Linked DNA regions of Mus musculus: all the other regions are linked to region 1. Evidence: chromatin contacts called from public HiChIP or PLAC-seq data. All regions are on one chromosome and are shown on one strand. Each heading gives the region's core, a stretch centred on a gene start, on an enhancer-like site or on the middle of the called end of the contact. The rest is flanking DNA. Distances are from core to core; before and after follow the strand shown. Region 1 overlaps Gpr132 (G protein-coupled receptor 132). Region 2 has its middle 5.6 kb from the start of Tmem179. Region 3 has its middle 4.6 kb from the start of Tmem121.

Region 1 (4,976 bases), core at 784-3,283:
ATACATGTATACAGTACGCATGTGAAAGTCAGAGAACACCTCAGCTAGTCAGGATCCGCCCCACATTTTACCTGATGAGTCATCTCCCCGACCCCACCCCCATCGAGCTTCTTACTCTTTCTTGGTATTATAAATCTCCCTGAGTGGGAGTAGTTCCGTAACTCCTACTGCTGTGTCATTTCTGCCCCACAGGAAACACCACACTGGGGGTTACCTCCGTTCTTCAGAGCACCTCAGTACCTTCTTCTGAGACCTGCCACGTCTCCTACGAGGAGAGCAGAGTGGTCCTGGTGGTGGTGTACAGTGCCGTGTGCCTGCTGGGCCTACCAGCCAACTGCCTGACTGCCTGGCTGACGCTGCTGCAAGTCCTGCAGAGGAACGTGCTAGCCGTCTACCTGTTCTGCCTGTCCCTCTGTGAGCTGCTCTACATCAGCACGGTGCCATTGTGGATCATCTACATCCAGAATCAGCACAAATGGAACCTGGGTCCGCAGGCCTGCAAGGTGACTGCTTACATCTTCTTCTGCAACATCTACATCAGCATCCTCTTGCTCTGCTGCATTTCCTGCGACCGCTACATGGCCGTGGTCTATGCACTGGAGAGCCGAGGCCACCGCCACCAGAGGACTGCTGTCACCATTTCTGCGTGTGTGATTCTTCTTGTTGGACTTGTTAACTATCCAGTGTTTGACATGAAGGTGGAGAAGAGTTTCTGCTTTGAGCCCCTGAGGATGAACAGCAAGATAGCCGGCTACCACTACCTGCGTTTCACCTTTGGCTTTGCCATCCCTCTCGGCATCCTGGCGTTCACCAATCACCAGATCTTCCGGAGCATCAAACTCAGTGACAGCCTGAGCGCTGCGCAGAAGAACAAGGTGAAGCGCTCCGCCATCGCGGTCGTCACCATCTTCCTGGTCTGCTTTGCTCCCTACCACGTGGTACTCCTCGTCAAAGCTGCCAGCTTTTCCTTCTACCAAGGAGACATGGATGCCGTGTGTGCCTTTGAAAGCAGACTGTACACAGTCTCTATGGTGTTTCTGTGCCTGTCTACAGTCAACAGTGTGGCTGACCCCATCATCTACGTGCTGGGTACAGACCACTCTCGGCAAGAAGTGTCCAGAATCCACACAGGGTGGAAAAAGTGGTCCACAAAGACATATGTTACATGCTCAAAGGACTCTGAGGAGACACACTTGCCCACAGAGCTTTCAAACACATACACCTTCCCCAATCCCGCGCACCCTCCAGGATCACAGCCAGCGAAGCTAGGTTTACTGTGCTCGCCAGAGAGACTGCCTGAGGAGCTCTGCTAAGTCCACTCTTCCTCAAAACTAGCACCAGTCACACATACCTGGTCCTCTGAGTCACCGTCTGGGGTGTCCACAGCACTATAGATGCCTTTGTTCGGGCACACGCTGCTGATCTTTCCTTCCTAAGGCCACCAACTCTGAAAGTATCTGTTCCTTAGACGTCCTCAGGCTCCCCTCTATGGAAAGCGGGGCTTGCTAAGGAGCCTGTGGCTCTTAGGAGAGCTCTTTATCAGCAGTGTGCTCTGCGGGGCTCCCAGCGGCCATCAGCTGAGCACCTGGTAGGACACTTTATTCCCCCATTGTCCAGTGGCTAACACAGTTAGTTCATCTTGGGGCTTTCCACTGAGATGGAAGTGAACTGTGTTCAGAGTTACCACCATGGAGATAGGAGTCCAACCCTGCGGGCTCCCACTGGGGGTTGGTTCTGAGTGGACATAATTGTCTTCTGGAGGAGCCATGGAGCACGGTGGCCAATTGATCCAGCTCCTAGTAGCCCAGGATATCCTCCCCTGGGACCCCTCAACCATTTACATTAGGAAGTGCTAGTGGACACCCCAGGAATAGGTTGGTATAGCTGCTACCAGATAAGGAGTTATCTGACATCTGGCATGTCTTTCTTTGCCTTGCAACTTCTGGCTTTGACATCACAGAGGAGGTAGGCTGGGGCTCTTGAAAGGGCAAGCCAGGAGCAAGCCCCACTTTGCCCCGTTTTCTCCAATGTTGACTCTGAGTCAAATCCCGGCTCTGCTCCAAGAGCCTTGTCTTGCTGAGTCATTCCTGTGCTACCTCACTGGGTCACTCGCTGCTGGGACTGACGCCGCCCCCTCCCCCCCCCCCGACCCCACCCCATCCCAGAGGCTCCTGATGCACTTGGAGTGCAAGGGCCAAGGACCCTGAGCTTGGTGGGCCTCGGAGCTGATCCTCCTGAAGCACACACATCACGGATGCTGCACTGAGACTGTGACCTCAGAGTTAACTTCAGCTCTACCTTGGAAGAAGTACGGAGAATAAGAACACAGACTTCCTTTCCTTGCTACAGGGCATTTTTGATTGTTTTTTGAGACGAGGTTTCTCGCACCTCAGACTGATCTTAAACTCACTAAGTAACATAGGAAGACCTGTTTTCTCCTGATTCTGTCTGTTGTCCCCATCTCTTGGGGTGGAATTAAAAGGATGCATCACCAGCCTCGGACTTCCTCTTCAGTGATGTTTGCTTGTTTGTTTGTTTGTTTGTTTGTGTGGCTGTGTTGGCAGAGCCGTGTGTGTGTGTGTGTGTGTGTGTGTGTGTGTGTGTGTGTGTGTGTGGCTCGAGCACACACAGTCCCATGCACTAAGGCCAAAGGTTGACCCCTGACATCTTCCTTGATATCTTCTTTAAGTGTGAGTCAGGGTCTCACACTGAAACCAGAGCTCACCAATTTGGCTGAACCAGTTAGCCGGCTTGCTCCAGTGATCTCTGTCTCTGCCTTGCATGCAGTGGGGCGGTACAGGCAGGCGGCCATGCTTGCTTGCCCTTGTGCCTCGCTTTGTTTTGTTCTGCTTTTAGGAGACAAGTTTCTCTCTGTAGTCCTGACTGTCCTCTGTAGACCAAGATGGCTGCTGTAGACCAGGCTGGCCTGGAACTCACAGAGATGCCCCCGCCTGTGCCTCCCGATGGCTGGGATTAAATGCACACAACACCATGTCCAGCCCCGCGCCTCCGCTTGTGTATGGTGCTGGGGATCCAAACTCTGATCCTCACTTGCTCAGCAAACACTCTAAGAACTGCCCCATCGTCACAGCCTCTCTACTTCCTTTTTAAAATAAGAGGGTTTTTTGTTTTTTTAATTTTTACCTCTGTAGGTAGACATCTTTCCACTTGGAAGGCCAAACCTAGGACAGGAAGGTGACCCCCGGGAACATGGAGACTCTAAGTGTAATGTGGCTGTGGTGAAGGGCAGGAAGGTGGAGCGGCTGAAGGTTCTTACGGCTTTCTACTGCCCTTGGCACAGCAAAGCCAAACAATCTCCCATCCATACCCCTCTGCCAAGTTCAACCCAGGCTGAGAGATGGATGTCCTGTTTTCTCTGAAGCAGGAATCTGTGCCCCCCCCTCGATGGAATGGGTCCTCCACCTGCCCTCTCTAGGAGCTTCTATGTCTTAGCCCCTCTCCTCCTTTCAGCCTTAGGGCTCTGACATCACCCCTGGGCCAGCACCGCATCAAATCATTGGAATCCTGTGTGGACGGTGTGGGGCTAGCCTGACAGTCTCTGTGGGGAAGGCAGGTGACCAGGAGGTTCAGAGGAATCCCGAATGGCTTCTACCCTGTGGGGGTACCCGTCTCACCATAAACCCAAGGTCAGGAAAAAGAACACATAGTGGAGAAGGGCTAGACACAGGAAACGCCAACCGAGTTTATTTTACTTATAACAGAAGCACATATTCTGGAATGACTAAGGAAGACAAAAGATTCCAGAAAGTGTTTCCACTGGTGGCACCGTGGCCACTGACCTGTGACTACCCGTACTCCACCACAGGGATTTCCCAGTAGATATGTGGCCACCTTGTGGCCACAATCAAGTTGAGCAAGTGTGTGTGTGTGTGTGTGTGTGTGTGTGTGTGTGTGTGTGTGTGTGACTGAACACAGGCATTTTTTTTATTTTTTTTTACCGTTGAGCTAAATGCCCAACTGGGAATCCCCACTCTTATGAGTTATCAGGAAAGCAACATAAATCAGCAGTCCAGGAGGCCGGAGACAGACAGGAGGGTGGAGCCAAGAGTAGGCCTGACTCTGAAGGTTCCTGGGAGTGAACCACCAGACAGGCAGGTGAGGTTAGAAAATGGATGCTTGGGCTGGAGAGATGGCTCAGCGGTTAAGAGCACTGACTGCTCTTCCAAAGGTCCTGAGTTCAATTCCCAGCAACCACACGGTGGCTCCAACCATCTGGTGTGTCTGAAGACAGCTACAATGTATTTATATACATTAAGTAAATAGTAATCTTACAAACAAACTGAAAGATCCTGACAGAATGTAAAAGGTCACAGAAGCCCTGAAATTGGCAAAATAGGTTTTATTGCTAGCAGAACTAGCTTCACTGATTTAGAAAAATAGAGGTGCACAATGCTCTGTCCACTCCTTAAACCTGTGTGTCTGCCAACGTTTTGACCATTCCTTGACCCGTGTGTGTGCCCACTGATGAAGCCCATTGCCAGGTGTTTGTGATATTGGTTGCTGGGAAAGAGTCGGAAAATCTCCCCAGCAACCACAGCCGGGCCAATCCTGAGTTGCTACACCTGCACCAGACTCTTTCCTTATACCCCTCCCATACCCATTTCTTGAGAATAGACATTGTTTAGATCTGGAAATCCCCTACTCTCCCCCTTCTCCTTTCCCCCCTGAGGGCCTATAAAAACTGGGATCTCTTTCCCCTCGAGGTCGACTCCTCTACCCCTGCGTGGGATATGAGTCGTCCCCAGAGCTCTGGCTTTCCCCGAATAAAGCCTCATGTGGTTTACATCAAGCTTGGTCTATCGTGAGTTCTTGGGTGTCTGCTATTGTTCTGAGGCCTGATCGAGGGGCTCCTCTCGGAGTCTTTCAAAACAAACAAACAAACAATGATGCTTGAGGAGACCCAGATGGGCCTCGGAAGCCTGGATGTTGGAGCTTGTAACACCGGCATAGCCCCT
Region 2 (4,976 bases), core at 927-3,426, 330 kb after region 1:
AGCCTGGTCTACAAAGTGAGTTCCAGGACAGCCAGGGCTACACAGAGAAACCCTGTCTCGAAAAAAAATTTTTATTTTATTACTATTTATGCATACCATAAGTTAGAGTATCTGTATAGAGGCCTGACGGAGGGCACTGGATCTGGAGCGCACATTGTAAGCAGTTATGAGCTACAAGAAATGGGTTCTGAAAACTTAATTTAGGTCCTCTGGAGAGCAGTGAGCACTCCTGGCTCTGTACCTCTGTCTCTATCCACCTGTGTGTCTTAGTGTATTTATTTTGTCTCTCCTGGCACATCAGTCCTTTTCCACGTTGTCGGATAGCAAGGAGGTCCTCGCCAGAGGCAGTTGTTCAACATTGGACGTCATAGCACCCAGAGCAGCATGGAAAGTAAGTCTCTATACTTTAGATTCCCCGCCTGTCTTTTCTGTTGAAGCAGCAGAACACCCAAGCCTCACCACAGGGCTGTGGGCCCAGAGCTCTCCACAGTCCTGACATGAGGAACCAAGAGCAGCAGAATTCACGTGTTGCTGGATTAACATGGGTGTCACCACCAAGTCTGTTAATACACAACCTAGGGTGTCTACACCCATCACCTTGGCACTCTAAATTTAGCTTTGTGACAGACAATCATACATGCTAACTCTCAGAGATCTGACTGCTGCTCAGTAGTTCATAATTTCCGTCCTAAGGATGGCCAGAACCTTTCCAGTCCCCGGTTCAGGAACAGTAGCAATGTCCGTTACTGGCTACAACATATAGATTAAACATCTGTGCTCATGTCTCTACAAAATGCAGCAGGCACTGGTGTGGTGGTCTGTCAGAGAGGCACAGCCAGCTCAGAGGAAGGGCACAGGCTCCAGCTTCATCCCAGGCTATCAGTTTATCTCCAGACACCTTCCTGGCCAGGCCTATGAGTGCTGGCTTCTTCAGACTGGGACTGGACAGGGCCAGTCTTGCACAGCAGCCTTTGTGCACACATCTTGCTTTGAGCAAGAACAGATGTCTTTTGTATTCCAGGAAGCAGACTTGTTCCTCTGCCTTATCAACTTGCAGAACGCGCTGCACATTCAAGTGGTGGAAACGCCTGTTCAGACAAGTGCAAGTGTTTTCTCTCTGCCTATTGTTCATCTTTTGCCTCGATTCATAATGTATTCTATTTTACCACAGAGGGCTCACAATTTTGTGCAGCCTAATCTTTTCACCTTTTGGCTTTATCGTTCTTGGTGGTGTGTCTTGTGTAGCAGGGTCACCTGTGACTATGCAGAGTGGTCCTGTGGCTTGTCTTCCTCCATGACATTTCACTGGGCACACCAGACACTGGAATGCATGAAGTATATGCTCCGTGGGTCTGACTGGGGGCAGGTACAGTTATGTGTCTAATTGATTGGGCTGCAGTTGTCTAGCATTTGGTTGACAGGATTCCCGGCAACAGAACAGCGGACAAAGCCACACTCAGCCCCTGATCTATTTAGAATGCAAAAACTCTATCCCTCTTGTGTCCCTGTGGCATTGGCTGGTCTCAGACCATACCAAGGTTGTTTTCTTGTTTTGTTTTGTTTTGTTTTTGACTGTTGTTCCCACAGGGCCCCCACACTACAGCCTGCTTCATTGCGTTATCCCAAGATGGGTTTCTGGGAGACACTCGACTCTGATGTTTGTGGGCAGGGGAATTTAGGGTTAGACCATTGCTGGTGGGTCAGTGGCAGGGCTACCTCACTGGTGGCAGGGTGACCACTTTCCAATGGGATGAGACACAACCATCACCTACATCAGTTAGAAAAAACAGTTGTTTTACTGTCCGCTAGTCCAGTTTCTGATACTCATCGGGACCGAGCTGCTGATGGCCAAGGGTCCCTAGTGGCTGGCGTGGATTATTTCATCAAAGACTTATTTGTGTGTGTTGCTTCAGGTCAAGCAGCCTTTGTTTTAGTTTGTCTGCTTCCGTAGCTCTGAGACCAATCTCATCCGCCCACGTGTCCCACAGCTTTGCCCGAGTTCTCTCGCCTGCAGGCAAAGTAATCCCTGATTATGGAGTTTCCGGCATGGGTCATTATTAAGGACGCTGGCGGCATGCTGAGTCATGGGTTTTCTCTTCCTCTGTAAAGGTCAGACTTGCAGGGAGCTTCATTACTGCTATTTGCTTTTCCCCTCCCCCTCCGTGCGTTTCCTGCTGAGTCAGAGGTGAATGCAGAGGATGCCAGTCACATGTCCTCTTCCCATTGTAACTCTGCTCTTACTAGGCACATTCTTTCTGGGCAGGCAGCTGAGACGCATCAGCAGCACAGCCCGCTTACGTACCAGCTTGCTTGCCAGCCTGTCCTATACCTGCCGCTCTACAGCTTGCAGGACATTTCCTAATCAACTAGGCATTGAGGGTGTGATTGATGGTTTGAATATCCTTGGTCCAGGGAGTGCCACTATTGGAAGGTATGGCCCTGTTGGAGTAGGTGTGGCCCTGTTGGAGTAGGTGTGTCACTGTGGGTGTGGGCTTTAAGACCTTCATCCTAGCTGCCTCAAAGTGAGTCTTCCACTAGCAGCCTTCAGATGAAGATGTAGAACTCTCAGCTCCTCCTGCACCATGCCTGCCTGGATGCTGCCATGCTCCTGCCTTGATGATACTGGACTGAACCTCTGAACCTGTAAGCCAGCCCCAATTTAATGTTGTCCTTTATAAGAGTTGCCTTGGTCATGGTTTCTGTTCACAGCAGTAAAACCCTGACTAAGATAGAGGGAATGTCTCAACATTTGCATGGCCATCAATGTCACTCATTGACACACAGAAGATGACACCCTAGAGTTTCTCCTTTTGGACATCCTGCCTGCAGATGGAGCAGCCTCCTTTGCATGTCCTCTCATGCCTAGCAGGGACAGCACCATGGTCATGTCAGCAAGAAGGAATGCGATCCCATGTCACGTAGAGAAGGATGGCCACATCCATTGCCTTGCATGCTTAACCCTTTATGGTTTAGCTTCAGTTATCACATCTTATCACTCACAACAAGGATTGCTCCTTCCAAACTCAGGTCTGGTTCTGTCAGTCCCTGTTCCAAGTGTTCTGTGACTTTTCCTAGGGAGTCTATTTCTATTCCTGCCAGAGGGCAACAGACCAAAGAAACGGTCCTTCCAAGTCTAGCTTGATGAGGCAAGGAGTTTAATTGGAGTTACTTATGGGATCATGGCTGAATTGTTGGCAGCCACACAACTGAAGATGAATCTCCCTCCCTGGCAGTTGTCAGTCACTGACGTATCCTTGGGGGAGGATAGAGAACTCTCTGAGCCTCCCACACCCATGAGCCTTCACTTTCTATGAGGGATGTCAGCAGAATCAGTCTTGAGAGAGCCATATGCAGATGACCACAGCTGGTCTGATTTTGAAAATGACAATGACCAGGCCATACCCAGAGGACCTTGCTCTAAAATTCTTGTCAACATCTGAATCCACTGATTTAGAACCAAATCTTCAACACATGAGCTTTTGGGGGGATACTTTATATACAAACTGTATTGGGGGCCCTGTAGATGTGACGGTGGCTAAGGGCATTGAAGCAACTAAGGGAGGGTACGTTAGGAGAGCTCAGGACATTAGAAGAAACTCTTGCTTGGCTCTATAAGAAAACTTAGGGACCTCAAGGGTAGGATGCATGCTGTTGGACCCAATATCAGCACAGGTCACCTTTTTACCTGCAGAGAATCACTGAGGTGGAGCCCAGGAGGAACCTAAGCAGTCATTGCTGGCTTTGAAGATGGAATTACAGGGTCAGGAGCAAAGTATCTAGAAATTGGGAAAGATAAGGAAAATCCTCCCCTAAAACCTCCAGAGGGGAGTCATAACCTGGGATTAAATTCTGTGCTTCCAGAGTGTCAGGTGATAAGTTTGTGCTGTCCAAGCTACTGGGTCTGGTGGTGTTGTGATAACAAGAGAAAAGGCATTATTACTATCTCTGAGGAAACAGAGATAGTAATAGTAATAGCTTGGGAAACAGAGGGTTGTGAAATGCCAGAGTGGGCCAGGTAGACTGGGGAGGAGGGGCCAAGGGCTCAGACACAGGATGCACAATAGCCTTTGGAACATCTGAAGATGTGTGCGGAGAGAGGCTGTTGAGACTGTACTTACCAGAGCTGTTTAGCTGCACCAGGGAGACAACTGCACTGCTAAGAAGCCTAGTGACGCCCCCTGGAGGTGCAGGGTGGGAGTACCCAATTCTTAGGTACCCCCAAGGAGCCAGAAAGTGAAGGGAGATCAGAAGGCCAGGGTACAGGGAGCAGTGGAGATGGGTGGCCCAGCAGCATCTCTAGAGGACACATGGGACTGTCCCTCTAACCTCCTTATACAAGAGGGTCAGGACGATTCTGAGAGCAGCTGCCCTGTCAGACATTGTGACCTCTTGTCTAGTTTCTGAACCTGAGTCAGCTTCCACCCAGAACCGCTGGCTGGACACAGGGAAGGACTTAAGAGAAAGGAGTGTGCCTGTCCGAGCTCCCTCACAGCTGATCCCTCCGGCCAGGTCTGCACCATGCACCACCACCGTGTTGCTGCTTGTGGCCCTCAGTCTGTTTCCCAGGAAACAGGGCTCATTCGCCCATTCCAAGAAAGGCTATTGAAATTTGTATGTTTGTCTTGTATCCAAGCATCTTACAAAATCTTCTTGAAAATTCTAATTATTGTAGTAGAATAGCTTGAGAGTTCTTGGTGTAAAGTCACATTATCTTCCCATAAAGATAATTTCACTCGTTTCCATGGATACGCTATGGCTCTTGTTTCCTTGTCTCCGTTCACTGAGAGAATCATCAAACAAATGGTCAAAAATGACTGTGACAGTGAGCATTCCTATCTTGATTTTTTCTTTATCTGAACAGGTACAAACTTTGTGTCTTAAAGGCAGACTAACATAGTCTGGTAGTTCTCTTCTATTTCTTTCTTTCTTTTTTCTTTTCTTTTCTTTTCTTTTCTTTTTCTTTCCTTTTTTTTTTT
Region 3 (4,976 bases), core at 1,365-3,864, 330 kb before region 1:
AGCCATGGCTGTACTCCGTTAGATCTCTGGGTGGGATTCAGCTGTCCAGCCTCAGAGCACAACCTGGAAATGTGCAGGGCACAGTCACAAACTATGCTTCTTTGTTCAGAGAACGAAGAGAATCAAAATCAACAGGGCCCAGGGCAGAACAACACTGAAACTTTCAACTACACAAGAGCAGACAGTCAAGCAATACAGAAATAAACAAATATAGGTCAGACAGGGGATGCAGGGCTGGCTCAGAATGTGGAAAATAAATGATGTGATCTACTTACTATGCTAGCAGGAATCAAAAAACTACAGGGCTTAATGCACGCCTTTAATCCCAGCACTTGAGAGGGAGAGAAAGGGGGTTCTCTGAGAGTCTGTGTCAGCCTGATCTACATATCAAGTTCCAGGCCAGCCAAGGCTATATAGTGAGACCTTGTCTCAAGCAAAACAAAAAAAAAAAAAAAAAAAAACAAAATCAGAAACAAAAACAACAAACAACAAAAACAAAACAACATGTGCTCAAATCAAATGATCCAGCAAAAGTCTGCAGCCATCAAACGAACCAGAACAGAAAGAATATGCCTGATATCACCTAAGTCTATTACAGGGAGCCTACAATAATCAATAGCAAAACTACAACTATCATGATGTTTAAGAGTGGCCAAAGGCAGGCATAGTAGTGCACGCCTTAATCCCCGTGTGGGGAGTGAGGACATGAGAATCTGGAGCTCAGGGCCACCCTCAGTGACATTCTGAGCTTGGGGCCAGTCTGGGCTGCATGTAACTATCTCAGGACAAAAGTCTGAATGCTTTGCACCATGGTCAAGAACAAGGTAAAGACATCCACCCCATCCCTCCCTCTTCAACCCGACTCTCAGTCCTGGCCAAAGGGGAAAAGCCTACAAAGTAAGAAAAGGACACACACACGCTAAACTCAGTTTACACGCTAGGCTCAGTTCAAAGGGGGTTCTCAACCTGTGGGTCATGACCCCTTTGGGGAGGTCACAAATGAGATACCTTGCACTTCAGATATTTACACTACAAATTTATAACAGAAGAAAATTACAGTTATGAAATAGCACCAAAATAATTTATGGTTGGGAGTCACCATAACAAAAAGAGCTGTATTAAAAGGTCACAGCATTAGGAAGGCTGAGAACCACTGGTTTAGAAAGGAAAAATATGTCACTCTCCCTGCTGATAGACAACATGAAAGTCTATAGAAACCCCAAGGTCCCTCCCCAACAGTGTTTATAAGTGGAGTGTTTATAAGCAAGCTTAGCAAGGCGGAAGGACACCAGGCTGAAGCAAAAATCCAGTTCTATAGAGTCACAGACCCTGTAGCTCAGGCCCATAATTCATGCTGCTCTTTATGCACAGGCTAGCCCTAGGCCGCCTACACATAGGTAGCAGATGTCCAGCATGGTCTCCATGTGGGTCCTCTAACAAGCAGAGCGGGGCTGACTCTGACTCTGTTGCCTCCCTTCCCTAGTGGGCTACCTTGTTTGGCCTCAGTCTCCTGCTACAACTTAATGTGCCAGGGCTGGTTGGTACCCATGGGGCGGGGGTGGGGTGGTGGGCTTCCCTTCTCAGAGGAGAAGGGGGAAAGGAGAGTGGGGGAAGGGATGAGAGGGATGTGATGGTGGAACTGGGAGGAGAGGAGGGAGGGGCTGCAGTCAGGATATAAAGTGAACACATGAATAAGTTAAGGGAAAAAACAACAAAAATGCAGAGAGAGAGAGAGAGAGAGAGAGAGAGAGAGAGAGGATCCATGCTGTTCTTGAAGCAAGGGATCTTTATGACTTCAAGGTCAGCCTGGTCTACCCAGCAAGTTCTAGGCCAGCCACAGTTATATTGTGAGACCATCTAAAACAAAACAAACAAAACCATGCTCCTTTTTCAGTGTAACTCAGGACAGGACCAGAGTCTGGGCCTCATCACCCACAGAGGATAGCTCACTGTAACTCTCGCTTTAGGAGATCTGATACCCTCTTCTGATCTCCACAGGCACCCACAGGTACCCACACTCACACACACACACATGTAGGCATGCAGACACACATAGATCAAAACAAAAATTATCTGAAAAATGTCATTAGCAGTGAGTGATTAAAAGCCAACTTTTTTTTTTTTTTTCGAGACAGGGTTTCTCTGTATAGACCTGGCTGTCCTGGAACTCACTCTGTAGACCAGGCTGGCCTCGAACTCAGAAATCTGCCTGCCTCTGCCTCCCGAGTGCTGGGATTAAAGGCGTGCGCCACCACTGCCTGGCAAAAGCCAACATTTTAAAAGTAATAACATTTATAGTAACTACCAATAAGTTCAATAACCACTATTAATCTACAAAAATTTATATGTCAAAAACAGAAATATAGCTGGGCATGGTGGCGCATGCCTTTAATCCCAGCACTCGGGAGGCAGAGGCAGGTGGATTTCTGAATTTGAGGCTAGCATGGTCTACAGAGTGAGTTCCAGGACAGCCAGGGCTACACAGCTACACAGAGAAACCCTGTCTTAAAAAAAAAAAAAAAAACAGAAATATATTGACGGAAGAAATCAACAGTGCCTCAACGTGTGGGACATTCCAAACCCATGAGCACCAAAGGTCACCCCAGCTCCACCCACAGTGACCTGTAGATCAAACGCAGCTCCAGGCAACAGCCCTGACATTTATAGATACAAGTAAGCTGAGTAAAATTTTGTATGTAAGCATAAAGCCACAACCCAAACAATGCTTATAAGAGAAAGAAAAAAGACAAAAGAGTCTAGACAGTCAGGTAAAGGGCTAAAGACTGAACTTACATGGCCTCAAGCAAGCTAAGCAGGCATTTTGCCATGAAGCCACACCTCCCAGCCCACATTAACAGATTTTTTTTTTTTTGAGACATGATCTCCTTGTGTATCCCTAGATAGACCAGGCTGGCCATGAACTCACAGAGATCGCCTGCCTCTGCCTCCGAAGTGCTAGAAATAAAGACATGCACCACCATGCCCAGCTCTTGGTGGATTTTAAGACTTCATGTAAACCTGAGTGGACAGGACAGTGTATATAGGCAGAAGGAGAAACACAGAGGACTGTGGGACAAGGAAGAGATAAGCTCTTCCGAATGTGGCCAGTGACTTTCGAAGAGCCTTACTGACTAGCTCACAAGCCACAAGGGGCCACCATGCAGTTCAGTGGGTCTTGGCATATTCATAGGCAAAAAATAAAAAATAAATCTACTTTGCCAAAAATTAACCCAAATTGTTACACAGGCCCTAAATTAAATGCAAAGTTAGAAAACTTACAAACGAAGAAAAAAAGTCAAAAGAAAATCTATAGCCCATCATGATGGCGCACACCTTAAAATCCCAGCACTCAGAAGACAGAGGCAGATCTCTGTGAGTTCCATTCCAGCCTGGTCTATATAGTGAGTTCCATGACAACCACAGCTACATAGTGAAACCCTTTCTCAGAAGAGATAGGGTGGGGGGAGGGGGAGAGAAGGAGGGAGAGAGGGAAGAAGTATAGGGAAAAGAAAATCCTTACAACCTGAAATAATAAATAGATTCTTAGATATGACACTAAAGCGCCATCCCTGAAAGGTAAACTGTGATTTGGGTATAACTCAGACAGAGATAGCCCAGCACCTGCAAGGCCCTGGGATCATCCTCCAATACACAGAGAAAAAGACTAGATAAACTGATAAATGAACTTCATAAAAATCTACAACCTTCTGCTTGAATTGGAAGTGTGTATGGCTCAGTGATAGTGACTTTAGCATTAATGTAGTCCCCTGTCAACCACCAGAACCAAAACGAGGGTGGGGAGATATTGTCCCTAAGTCACTATTAAGACAATAAGTGACTGGGAGGTGGTGGTGACACACATCTTTAATCCCAGTGCTCGGGAGGCAGAGGCAGCTAGATCTCAGTTCGAGGCCAGCCTGGTCTACAAAGCAAGTCCAGGACAGTCAGGGTTACACAGAGGAACACCCCACCCCCTCAAAAAATCAAAGTCAAGAGTGGCGGGGCACGCCTACAGCCTCAGCAGAGCGGGACGCATAGGAAGCTCCGTTGGAGGCCAGGTTGAGCTCCACAGCAAGACCCTTATAAAAGAGCAGTACAGCCGGGCATGGTGGCGCACGCCTTTAATCCCAGCACCCGGGAAGCAGAGGCAGGTGGATTTCTGAGTTCGAGGCCAGCCTGGTCTACAGAGTGAGTTCCAGAACAGCCGGGCTATACAGAGAAACCCTGTGAAAAACAAAAAAACAAAACAAAAAAAAGAGCGGCAGAGACGCTGAAAGGCAAAAGACTTCTTTGAGAAAAATGAGTACCCGTGATCATTTGACTTACAGCTTCTTTTTCAGCTTTACGGTGTTGGGAAAGTGATACATGTTCAATAGGAGCCATACTTCAGGTGGCTATAATAACCCTGCCTCATGCTGGACAGCTTGAACTGCAATCGCTGCGGGCTTTAGGGTCAGGGCGGGGTCTGCCGTGCGCAGTGCTGCTGGCTGCGGCATTTGTACAGCAGCACATAGTTTTAAACGTTTGGTGCATTTATCGCGCATCCGGATTTGACCTCTTTGAAAACAGACGATCATCTTTATAGGATACAGGAAGGTTTGAAGGGAGGAAAGGAGGGGGGAATGATGTAATTATAATCTCAAAATTTTATGTATACAAATACATCTCAGCAGCAGGAAGCAAGACACAGGGATGCCACCTTCAGCCCAGGCACTTGGGAGGCAGAGCCACGTGAATTTCTGTGAGCTCAACACCAACTTGGTTGGCAGCGAGTTCCATGTCACCCAAGGCTACACAGTGAGGCCCCTTCTAAAGATAAATAAACAAGCAAATAAAATGACAAACAACCCAACTTAAAACAGCCAGGCACTACAGATGTGGCTTGGCAGAGCGTTTACCCAGCGTGTGGGAGGCCCTGGGTTCAATCCTGGTACCCTCTACCCCCCACCACAGAAGTCAAGAGACTAAAAAGACTT

Evidence for each region. HiChIP or PLAC-seq counts read pairs in DNA pulled down with a chosen protein or histone mark.
Region 2: a FOXA1 HiChIP or PLAC-seq map of pancreatic cancer cells shows a contact between it and region 1. The contact joins two enhancer-like sites. A contact is called at or near these places in 1 of 39 promoter capture datasets (liver) and 1 of 115 datasets of contacts at active chromatin or transcription factors (pancreatic cancer cells).
Region 3: a FOXA1 HiChIP or PLAC-seq map of pancreatic cancer cells shows a contact between it and region 1. The contact joins two enhancer-like sites. A contact is called at or near these places in 1 of 39 promoter capture datasets (neural stem cells), 6 of 115 datasets of contacts at active chromatin or transcription factors (double positive thymocytes, embryonic stem cells, large pre-B cells and 3 more) and 2 of 9 other capture datasets (embryonic stem cells and liver).

What each region holds. Positions count from the first base shown.
Region 1 is chr12:112,848,393-112,853,368 of GRCm38.p6, reverse strand. It overlaps Gpr132 (G protein-coupled receptor 132), which reads left to right. Exons shown (of 3, transcript NM_019925.4): 3 at 193-2,493. The coding sequence ends at 1,313. Among named protein-coding and RNA genes, the nearest start is that of Gm30461, 9.3 kb to the left of the region's middle. Within about 2 kb of position 2,033, at least 47 of the 459 cell types and tissues checked have an H3K27ac peak or open chromatin away from gene starts, as enhancers often do. A contact at or near this core is called in pancreatic cancer cells, where this site is marked.
Region 2 is chr12:112,514,296-112,519,271 of GRCm38.p6, reverse strand. No RefSeq gene overlaps it. Among named protein-coding and RNA genes, the nearest start is that of Tmem179, 5.6 kb to the right of the region's middle. Within about 2 kb of position 2,176, at least 105 of the 459 cell types and tissues checked have an H3K27ac peak or open chromatin away from gene starts, as enhancers often do. A contact at or near this core is called in pancreatic cancer cells, where this site is marked.
Region 3 is chr12:113,178,834-113,183,809 of GRCm38.p6, reverse strand. No RefSeq gene overlaps it. Among named protein-coding and RNA genes, the nearest start is that of Tmem121, 4.6 kb to the left of the region's middle. Within about 2 kb of position 2,614, at least 6 of the 459 cell types and tissues checked have an H3K27ac peak or open chromatin away from gene starts, as enhancers often do. A contact at or near this core is called in pancreatic cancer cells, where this site is marked.